Regions from separate parts of the Mus musculus genome. Here all the other regions are linked to region 1. The links are chromatin contacts, called in public HiChIP or PLAC-seq and promoter capture Hi-C maps. All regions are on one chromosome and are shown on one strand. Each heading gives the region's core, a stretch centred on a gene start, on an enhancer-like site or on the middle of the called end of the contact. The rest is flanking DNA. Distances are from core to core; before and after follow the strand shown.

Region 1 (3,172 bases), core at 361-2,860:
GGTGGAGAATCCAAACACTCAAACACATGCCACTGGGGCGTCTGACCCAGCAATGAGGAGAAGGGCATCTGGCAGCTTGGGCAGTATCCATCATAAACAGGGCGCACCTTCGGGGTCACTTGCTTCCCTCTGCGAGTTCTATGTTGCTTTTTCGGTGTTGTCTCTTTGTTTTGAGACTGCTGACTCTCATCTCTACAGCTCGAACTCTGACTGGAACCTGCAGAAATCTGACTGTCTGTTTCTGCAAGGCACACTTTGTGGTCCTTCGTCTTGCCTGGATTTTCTGAAGTCCTTTTTTCATTTCCTTTTGACTGGTGTTTTCCATCTGTTGATTTTTCAACAGATTCTGAAATATTTTCAGAACAATTATTTGGATGTACGGGTTTGGGCTTTCTTTTAGATTTATATTCCCAGATTTCTTCTTCCCAAAACGTGTCTTCTAACATGGCCAAATGATTTTTGTGAGTACAGCACCAGTCTTTGGTGAATTCAGAGTCCATTTCTTGTAACAAGTTTTTAATAGGAAAAAAAAAGTAGCCAAAAGCCAACTAACTTGGTTGGAACTGAAAGCTTTGGTGATATTGGCACACAACCCACTTAGTACCTGTGAACACCTGCTGTTCCATTTTATACCATAATAAAATTAAGAGAACTCACTACAGGGTAACATCTATACGGTTTTCTTTACATTGTGACACTATTTCATTCAGGTTTTTTTTTAACTTCTCAGAACTTGATTTATAAAAATAAGAATCAAGAATGTCTTGAATGTCAAGCACTGACGGTAAGTACCAGGCTCAATGACTTTAACTGAAAACAGTCTCCATATAATGGTTAGAAAGCTATTCTGGCTCTCGTTCATGTGGACAAGTGTCCATTTACAAGTCCAGTCACAGTCCCTAGTCTACTTAGTGTGAGACTAGTCCATAGACTAGACCATAATCAAAGAGGTGTTGGTTACAACCGACAGCTGCCCTTATTCGTGACTCATGGGTCCAACCAGTTTCAGCTTCCTGGGTCAGTCCATTTCTTCCTCCATCCTAGGATCAAACCCTGCACAGTGAACAAAGTTCAAACATGTGAGACTGTACTCCACACCATAGGGGCTGTCTGCCCTGAAATCAATCAGCCACTTCTGCAGACCTCCAGAGAGGTCAGGTACCAGAAAATTCCTACAGGCTCCCGCTCTTTGCCTTTGGATCTGGGGTGGGGGGAAGATCAATGAAGGAGCCCTACATTATTCCCAGGTTAAATAATGCCAACATCCCAATGAGCCCTTGTGCAGCTCGCCCCGTTCCTCCCGGTAGTCCCTCGTGGGCACACCTGGCCTGGCAGCAGGGGGACCCCGCTGCAGCTGCCTCCTCTCTGCGCCAGCTCGCGGGACATTCCATTCGCGCCCGCACTTTCAGCACACCCAGAGTCACAGGACACTTTTGTTGTTGTCAACACAAAACCACCGGCCTCACTGCCTACATTAAAAAAAAAAAAAAAAAAAAAAAAAAAAAAAAAAAGAGTCTCCTCCGAGGGTTGCTTTACCTTCTTTACCTTTCGAGTCTTTCTTGGCGGGAACGCTGTCCCACTGTCACTGCCGTGCCGAATCGGCTGATCTCAGTTTAAGAGTGGGACACACAAATGGGCAGGCTTTTCTTAAGTCGGCTCTTTTAAACGTGTACATGGTTATTTGAATTTTATTTGTCTTGGAATTCCCTGCCGGGCTTCAAAGGCAATGGGTTCCCAGCTCCTCTGGAGCGCGACCCTAGCAGCCTTCCCCGTGTCGAATCTGGCGCTCTGAACGTCCAGGCTTCGCGGCGGCCCGGAACCTGGAAGGGGCGGGGTGGGCAACTCTGGAGTTTAATTACGCGCCAGGGAAGCACGGCCCTTTGGACTTTGGCGTCCGGAGGAAGGCTTATTGGAGGCGGAAGCGTGTGTGGCGCAGGGCCGGGCTGGCCAGGCCCCGCTCTGAGTCAAGAGGGCGGCGCACGCTGGTCCGACCCGCGCCCTCGGCCCCGGAGCCCTCGGGAGCTCGCGCAACATGGCGGCTCCCGGAGCGCGCGGCGCGAGCCTCTCGGGCCTGCTGCCCGCGCAGACCTCGCTCGAGTACGCCCTGCTGGACGCCGTCACCCAGCAAGAGAAGGATGAGTTGGTCTACCAGTATCTGCAGAAGGTGGACGGCTGGGAGCAGGACCTAGCGGTGCCCGAGTTTCCGGAAGGTGAGGGGCTGGCGTCGGGGTGGGGGCCGCTCCCGGGTCCTCCCCTTCCTCGGTGGCTCCCTCCCGCCAGCAGATCGGTGCCCTGCGGTCCTCCCACAGCCCCCGAGGTGCTCCAGGGGAGCAGCGACACACGGAGGGGGTTCTGCTGGGCGGGGACCAGTGTTTGCATCTCTGTCTGGAATCCTGCGTGACCTGACGTCAGTAGCCTCAAGGCTCCATGGGTGTATATTGATCACTTTTTAATGTGCCACAGACGGTTTGAAGCACTTGAGAGCTCCTACTTACCTGGTACAACCCACCGAGACCCTCTTACTAGTCTTGTTTTACAGTTAAGGAAACTGAGGCACAGGGAAGGCTAGGAAACCTGCCCGTCTAATAACCACTAGAGTTGGACTACATTCTACAGGCATAGCATCTGATGGTTTTCTAGTCCAACCGCGTTTCCACGTTCAAAGTGGTGAACCTATTGATCTTTAAAATCTGGAATCAATTTTAGCTTAGTACTCAGGTTTGAATCCTAGTAGTGGGAACTGTTGGGACATAGGGAAACGATACTCCCGGTAGTACAGTTTAAACAAAACGCTCCCTTACCTTCTTTGGTTGGGAGTGTCATTGTTTAGCCTGCCGTGTTGGCATGTGTCCTGGCGTGTGACACTGAAACCACATGCATAGTTAATTTGTTACCTGTGGTAGGGTTCAGGTATCTTCCGGAAGGATCTATCTGTTCCTCCTTCATCCCACAACAGTCTTGGATATTTCGGACCCTTTTGCACTCGCCTTGAGAGGGGCTTACCGTTCCCCTCGTTATACTGGATTTGAAATACCGTGGAATTGCAAAAGAATTGGCTGCATGGAGGTCGGTCCCATCAGAGAAACTTAAAAATGACAAACACGTATATGCAGTGTATACATATCTTCTGAAAACTTTGTAATAAAGCACGTGGTAAATACACTATTATAAG
Region 2 (3,172 bases), core at 281-2,780, 71 kb before region 1:
ATATCTCCTCACTCCACAGTGACACACTTCCTCTAAAAAAGGCTACCTCTCCTTCAATAAGGTCACACCTCCTAATAGTGGCACTTCCCATGGGCCAAGCATATTCAAACCACTACAAGCTGAAAGTGCATTTAACACACCTGCCTTATGGAACACCACAGCCTAGCAACACAGCACACTGCAGAGTCCCCAGTTTCCCCCATGATTGCAGAGTTATCAAGGAGCTGAAGCTCACTGTTGCCACCAGGTTTACAAGAAAGTTGTGATACCCATATTGGTAGCCCACACAAAGGCTAACATTCAAAGTCTGAAATACAGTTTCTAGTGAATGCATCTTGCTTTTGCACTCCCTTATGAGAGAAAAAAACAAAAAGACCATAAAAACCTGAAAGTTGAACCATCACAACTCAGGGTTCTCTATGTCTCCGTCTCTCTCTCTCTCTCTCTCTCTCTCTCTCTCTCTCTCTCTCTCTCTCACACACACACACACAGAGAGAGAGAATGCTAAGTTCCATAAAATTCCCAGCAAACATTTGGGAGGTCTTATGAAAGTCCCCAGCCATCAGGCATTGTTCTTGGGAAATTAAGTCACACTCATAACAATTCCTATGCCATGCAGGGCAGCTCCATCAGTAGGCAATCTGGTGTCTGTTAGGGGAGGGAAGGCAATAATTAATTGCTTGCATCTACATCACCTGGAAGCGTATAATTCTGACTGTCACGTAGCCAACACTACCTAATTACACTGCTGTAGAAACAGACAAGCTGTGAACAAAACACAAAAGAGGGATCCTGAGCCAGAAGGAGGTTCAGTGACTCTGGGCTAATTACTTCCTCAGAGGCTGTTGAGAGAGGACTGGGAAGAGATGGGGGTAGGGACACCATGACAAAGCTCTGTGACTTGCACTCCACCCACAGTAGAAAACTTCTTGTTCAGAGTTGTAATTCTTCACAGTAGAGAAAAAATTCCAAATATTAGCTAGGCATATGTGTTCCCACATTAGAGGGACCCAAACTGAAGAGCAAGTTCAAGTCATGTGGGTTTCTGCCTGTCACACTCAAACAGCCTCTGATCTTGTCAACCCAATTGATCTATTATACTTTTTTTTTTCTAGAAAGTATTGGTTCAATTCTATTGAAAAGAAGGGGAGGAGGGAGGGAGGAACTCATTAGTTTCTTCTGTATCTTCCTTATTCAGCATTTAATACAAAAAAGCCTCCAAAGATTCAGGCAAGCTCATCTTCATCAGGATCATGATTTCCACTCAGAACCCACCCAAGATACAGAAGAAGAGTACTATCTCACTCCTCGAAGTTTAGAAGCCTGTTTAGAAGTAAGTCCCCACTCCCTGCCCTGCCCTGCCCACCCCGCCCTGCTCCACCCTGCCCCACTAAGCATTCATTCCTTCAACATATGTGCCCAGCCTCTGTCACACGCTGCTGCCAGAGCCAACAGGCTGAGATTAGGAGGCACAAAGGTAAAGTTGGCAGAGGCGGGTGGCTGGCTCACCATGCTGGCACAGGAGTAGGAGCCAACCATCGCACAAGACATATGCTTATATGATGTTTGGGTTGTGGCAGTGGTGGGAAGAGGGAACTGGTTTCCAGGCAGAAGATCAGAGAAGGTTCTATAAAGGAGATAACATTTAACTACTTGGCAGATTAAATCTGGGACTTAGTAGTCTTTCTATTTTTCTGGACTGAAAGGAAAAGAATGAAAGTCCCTGGGTAATCAGTGTGGGTGTATATGAGACAGCCTGTTGATAGCTAGACGTCCTTCTGAGTGCTGGACCCACACTATGCTCAGCCTGGTGGCCACAATGATGAGCCTCATTGCCCTCTTGCTTTCAGAGCCCACAGCCTCAGTTACCAAAGAGGGTAGGCATTGGGACACAGGGAAGACTGTTCGCTCCTTTTGACTCAATGCAGGCTTCAGAGACCACAGACATCCTTGTCTGGTCAATTGCTTAGGTAGGCTACAGTTCAGAGTGTGTGAATGGCAGAGTAGACAATTAACAGAACAAAAGAGCCAGCCCGTGACAGGCAGTGAATTCTAAATTGACTCTATGCTGAGGGCAGCATGGAGCAAAGGTCTTCTAAGCAGGGAAGTGGTGAGCCATGAGTTGACTTTTAGACACAATGGCCACGAAGCAGTGATCTGTAGTACACACAAATAGAGGATGTGGGAGGAAGGTAGGGCAGGAGGGCAGAGATTAAAGCAGCCAAGTGGGTCACAGAGATGTTGACCAATGTTTCTTAAGCATAGAACACTTCTTTCACCAAAAATACTTCTCTGGGACAACCAAGCCATCGGGTGTGTAGTAGGGCGAGGTTAATATTCTCTGAAGAAGCACTTTCCCTGCGAGGGAAAATGCGTTATTCCAGATGCAGAGAGGCGTGAGGCAAGGTGAGGAGGTGCCTGGTCAGTGGCAGATCTGAATCCTTACATTTGTTCCTCTTGTCTTTAGTTAGAGAATATTGCTGGACCCAATGATTCTGGTGACTCCATCGAATCCAATAGTCCGGACCAAGGTTTCAAGAGAGCGGAGAGCAATTACGTGTCAATGAGATCATTGAGAACCTGGTAAGTGGAGCGGCCTCTTAAATACTGCGTCTAGCTAACCTGCTTTTAGTGGAACAATTACCACCAGTTCACTGTGTTAACTGTTGTATGAGGGTGCATGTGTATTTATATATGTGAATGGTGTGTGTGTGTGTGTGTGTGTGTGTGAGCGAGAGCGAGAGACAGAGAGAGAGAGAGAGAGAGAGAGAGAGAGAGAGAGAGATACACATATGCCTTAAAGCACATGTGGAGGTCAGAGGTCAGAGGTCAGAGGACACCTTGGGTGTTGGTCCTCACCTTCTGCTTTGTTTGAGTCAGGGTCTCTTCTTGTTTCCACTGTACATACCATGTGCGCTGGCCCCACGAGCTTCCCAGGATTCTCTGCCTCCCAGCTTGTCACAGAAGCACTGGGATTTCAGAGGCCTGCTACCGTGCCTGGCCTTACGTAGGCTCTGGAGAACCAAACAGAGGTCCAACTGCTTACACGGCAAACCCTTTACCCACTGAGCTGTCTCTCTAGCTCCCAATTCATTTGTTTAGTTGTTGACAAATTGCTACAAGGCATCACACAAGACTATATCATCACGTACTATTAATTGATTGATACACG
Region 3 (3,172 bases), core at 311-2,810, 80 kb after region 1:
AAATAGAAGGAGATGAATCAATGTGGTGTCCTATGAGACTTCTTGTAGACTGGGACATTTTGTACACTATCTTATCTTTTTTATAGTCATAAAAATCTCCTCCCATGTCGCACTGTGTATGTGAATAGTAGCCACAGGAAAGGGATGTCTCCTATAGGGACTGCTGGAGAGAACCAGTTCCTCGGCGCATCACTGTCTTAGTCAGGGTTTCTATTCCTGCACAAACATCATGACCAAGAAGCAAGTGGGGGAGGAAAGGGTTTATTCAGCTTACACTTCCATACTGCTGTTCATCACCAAGGAAGTCAGGACTGGAACTCAAACAAGTCAGGAAGCAGGAACTGATGCAGAGGCCGCGGAGGGATGTTCTTTACTGGCTTGCTTCCCCTGGCTTGCTCAACCTGCTCTCTTATAAACCCAAGACTACCAGCCCAGAGATGGTCCCACCCACAAGGGGCCTTTCCCCCTTGATCACTAGTCGAGAAAATGCCTTACAGTTGGATCTCATGGAGGCATTTCCTCAACTGAAGCTCCTTTCTCTGTGATAACTCCAGCTGTGTCAAGTTGACACAAAACCAGCCAGTACAATCACCCAAGGATGGTTAAGTTCCATGGCTACGTAGCCATTCTGTGCACCACAAATCCAGACCACTGTTCTATAGACCATACTGACAGCTTTCTTTCTTTCATTAGGAACACTCACACAAATAAACACTCACACAAATGCTTTAGATGCTAAAACGTCCCCCTTTGTCATCCCCAAATACACATGTCATTCTGGAGCTGGGCATTAGAAAGGTTGCCATTGTCACGGCTGAGCACAAGAAACCACCTCCTTTTTCATTTTGTCCCCTATTTGTAAAGGAGAGCCACAGGTGTTTGAGATAGGGCCAGACCCTGTCATCAGCCTGGCTTCCTGTGAGCACCCAGTGGTCAAAGCTGCCTTGTTTCTCTCCAGTGTTTATAAAGTGAGACTCATCTGGTTGCAGGGAGTTGACCCGTGCTAGTAGGATTTGGAACTCAGAGCATTCCTTAATAAGGCTTTGATGGTCTTGAGAGATTGTAATTAAAATTCTAGTTGTCTCCCTTGGGGCTTTCAGCCCTATTTGAACTGTGTCTATGCAGCTAGAAACAGGAACACAAAAAACTTAATATGGTTTTACTGTAGGCTCCAGATAGAGGTGAACCACACTTTGTCAATGGTACCAAAGTCCATACCATCTGCCAGCCTGGAGACCCCAAGTGGCTGCCAAAGGCCACCAGCCTTCTGTTGACTTAGGCTCTGGAAGAGACCAATTTGGATTTTGCAAGTGCACTTCAGGCCACCCCCTGAGCCTGAAAACATTAATCAGAATGGATTTGAAGTCCAAATTAACATCAGATGACTTTAGCAATATCACTTTACGTCATAAGATCACTCATTCGTAGATCTGGAAAAGACTTAGTCCAACTACAAAGATCCAGTCCTTCTACAAATGCGGAAACCAGGCAGGCCATGAGCCCATGAGGGTCATGGAAGGACACACTGCTGGTTGGTAACAGACACAGGGACGGAACTCAGTCCCATCCTCTCCACTACAGCCTGCCAGAGTTTCCAGAGTTCTCAAACATGGACAGACCGTGCTGGCGGCCCACCAGCTTCAATCAATATTTGCTATCACAAAATTCCAGCAAAACCTAGAGACCATGGGATCAGTCTTCGTGTGATTTCACCTGTGTGACTGGAAAAGGATGCATTTCTCTACACGAGGGAGGCGGTCTGTTGACTCAGGCCAGCTGCGTGGAAGCCTGTTTTGTACTCTCCTAGACTTCCACTCCATAAACATCCCTCCAGTTTCTTCCATTTCGTCACCCGGAGAAAGGAGCCACAGGACAAACACTGCTGGTCCCCTGAGGCACACTGACTTGGGGTACCAGACTTAGACTAAGGGCTCTTTGGCATTTAGTTCTGGGGGCTTCAGTTAACGCAACCATTGAGCCCAGAGCTAGTAAAGCTGACTTTTATCTGGCGAGTGGCTGTCTACCTCCTCCAGAGAGAGGTACGCTCCTATCATGGCCTGCAGAGGCTGGGAGGGATTTAAGGGGCTCCTGTGCTGGGTTCCTACTGGAGGTAGTACGGACCATGGACCTCTTTGCGATTTGCCCGTTTTGAGGGGTGGCCACCACGGTATTTGCTGAAGGCTGTCCTGGGTTCTGCCTCTTATTCTTACTCATTCCCCTCTCCATCTTTGTCTAGAACAGATTTCCTGATGCCCCAGCCTGTCCTGTCCCTCCTTTTATGACTTATGAGTCTTTGGCTAGGCATCCCCATACCCCTGTACCAGCTTGGGCCAGAGTGAAGGGACACATGGTTCTAATTTTGAATGGCTGTGTGTATGCAGATCCCCCAGCTAATGTCCCAGTGGGATAGGGGGGACACTAGACAGAACACCTCTATCTATAGCTCCCCTCATAGTCTCAGCTAGATCTCCTGTGCTCCCAGACTTCCCCTTCAGCCTGGCTCTGGAACAAGGCTACCCTGTCTTGCCCAAATACAGAGGCTTAGCTAGATTTAAGCTTTGTGGCTGCTACACGCTCACAAACACAGCAACACGTGCATGGTTGTCCAGGCTGTTGGTGTGAGAGACACATGGGACAGACTAACAAACTTCATCCTTATGAAAAAAAAAAAAGAGGCTGCTGGGACTCAAAAGTAAATGTGATCATCTACTTATATATTTAAAGCAACTTTGAATGGGAATTGAAATGTACCGACTCATTCCAGAAAGATAAAATTTTGAAAATCTTTACACGTTGATGGGTCATCCTGACACCACTTATAATGCCACCAAAATTTGGAAGCTCGTTGGCCAGAGCAAGACAGACTTCTGAGGACCTTTTTTTTTTCCCTTGAAGCACGAGTGTGTTTCTTGTTAAAAGCTCTAAATCTGGTAGCACAATGAATAGCCTCCGTTTCTATTTAAGTTTTGTTGATCAAAAAAAAAAAAAAAACCCAAAAAACTGTGGGTTCCTGGTTTGTCCCCTTGACAATTTTCAAGAGCACGTGCCTTTGTTATCCAGCACTCTGCTGAACCTCACCCAGCCTTCATCCCATGCCCGGAACTCAGGCTCTCTCCTGGAGCCCTGAGAAAGGTCACCCAGGGAGTGCAGTGGGAATAAGCTGACGAACCCT

Evidence for each region. Promoter capture Hi-C pulls out the DNA fragments that hold promoters and counts their contacts. HiChIP or PLAC-seq counts read pairs in DNA pulled down with a chosen protein or histone mark.
Region 2: a contact with region 1 is called in an H3K4me3 HiChIP or PLAC-seq map of intestinal villus epithelium, with 6 read pairs. The contact joins the enhancer-like site here to the promoter of Nhlrc2 in region 1. A contact is called at or near these places in 1 of 15 datasets of contacts at CTCF or cohesin (the NIH/3T3 cell line), 3 of 484 Hi-C or Micro-C datasets (the HL-1 cell line, forebrain and muscle stem cells), 10 of 115 datasets of contacts at active chromatin or transcription factors (the SCID.adh cell line, bone marrow-derived macrophages, cardiomyocytes and 5 more) and 3 of 9 other capture datasets (adipose tissue, liver and pancreatic islet).
Region 3: a promoter capture Hi-C map of liver shows a contact between it and region 1, with 2.3 times the contacts expected there. The contact joins the enhancer-like site here to the promoter of Nhlrc2 in region 1. A contact is called at or near these places in 1 of 39 promoter capture datasets (liver), 1 of 15 datasets of contacts at CTCF or cohesin (the NIH/3T3 cell line), 1 of 484 Hi-C or Micro-C datasets (liver), 5 of 115 datasets of contacts at active chromatin or transcription factors (craniofacial prominence, embryonic stem cells, pancreatic cancer cells and 1 more) and 3 of 9 other capture datasets (adipose tissue, liver and pancreatic islet).

Annotation. Positions count from the first base shown.
Region 1 is chr19:56,546,651-56,549,822 of GRCm38.p6, forward strand. Nhlrc2 (NHL repeat containing 2) reads left to right here and starts at 1,611. Exons shown (of 11, transcript NM_025811.3): 1 at 1,611-2,210. The coding sequence starts at 2,033. Dclre1a (DNA cross-link repair 1A) reads right to left here and starts at 1,472. Exons shown (of 10, transcript NM_001360437.1): 1 at 1,324-1,472; 2 at 1-1,053. The coding sequence starts at 500.
Region 2 is chr19:56,475,956-56,479,127 of GRCm38.p6, forward strand. Plekhs1 (pleckstrin homology domain containing, family S member 1) reads left to right here. Exons shown (of 13, transcript NM_001164263.1): 8 at 1,199-1,333; 9 at 2,468-2,583. Among named protein-coding and RNA genes, the nearest start is that of Plekhs1, 16 kb to the left of the region's middle. Within about 2 kb of position 1,531, at least 15 of the 459 cell types and tissues checked have an H3K27ac peak or open chromatin away from gene starts, as enhancers often do. A contact at or near this core is called in intestinal crypt epithelium, intestinal villus epithelium and pancreatic cancer cells, where this site is marked.
Region 3 is chr19:56,626,666-56,629,837 of GRCm38.p6, forward strand. No RefSeq gene overlaps it. Among named protein-coding and RNA genes, the nearest start is that of Gm32441, 36 kb to the right of the region's middle. Within about 2 kb of position 1,561, at least 4 of the 459 cell types and tissues checked have an H3K27ac peak or open chromatin away from gene starts, as enhancers often do. A contact at or near this core is called in liver, where this site is marked.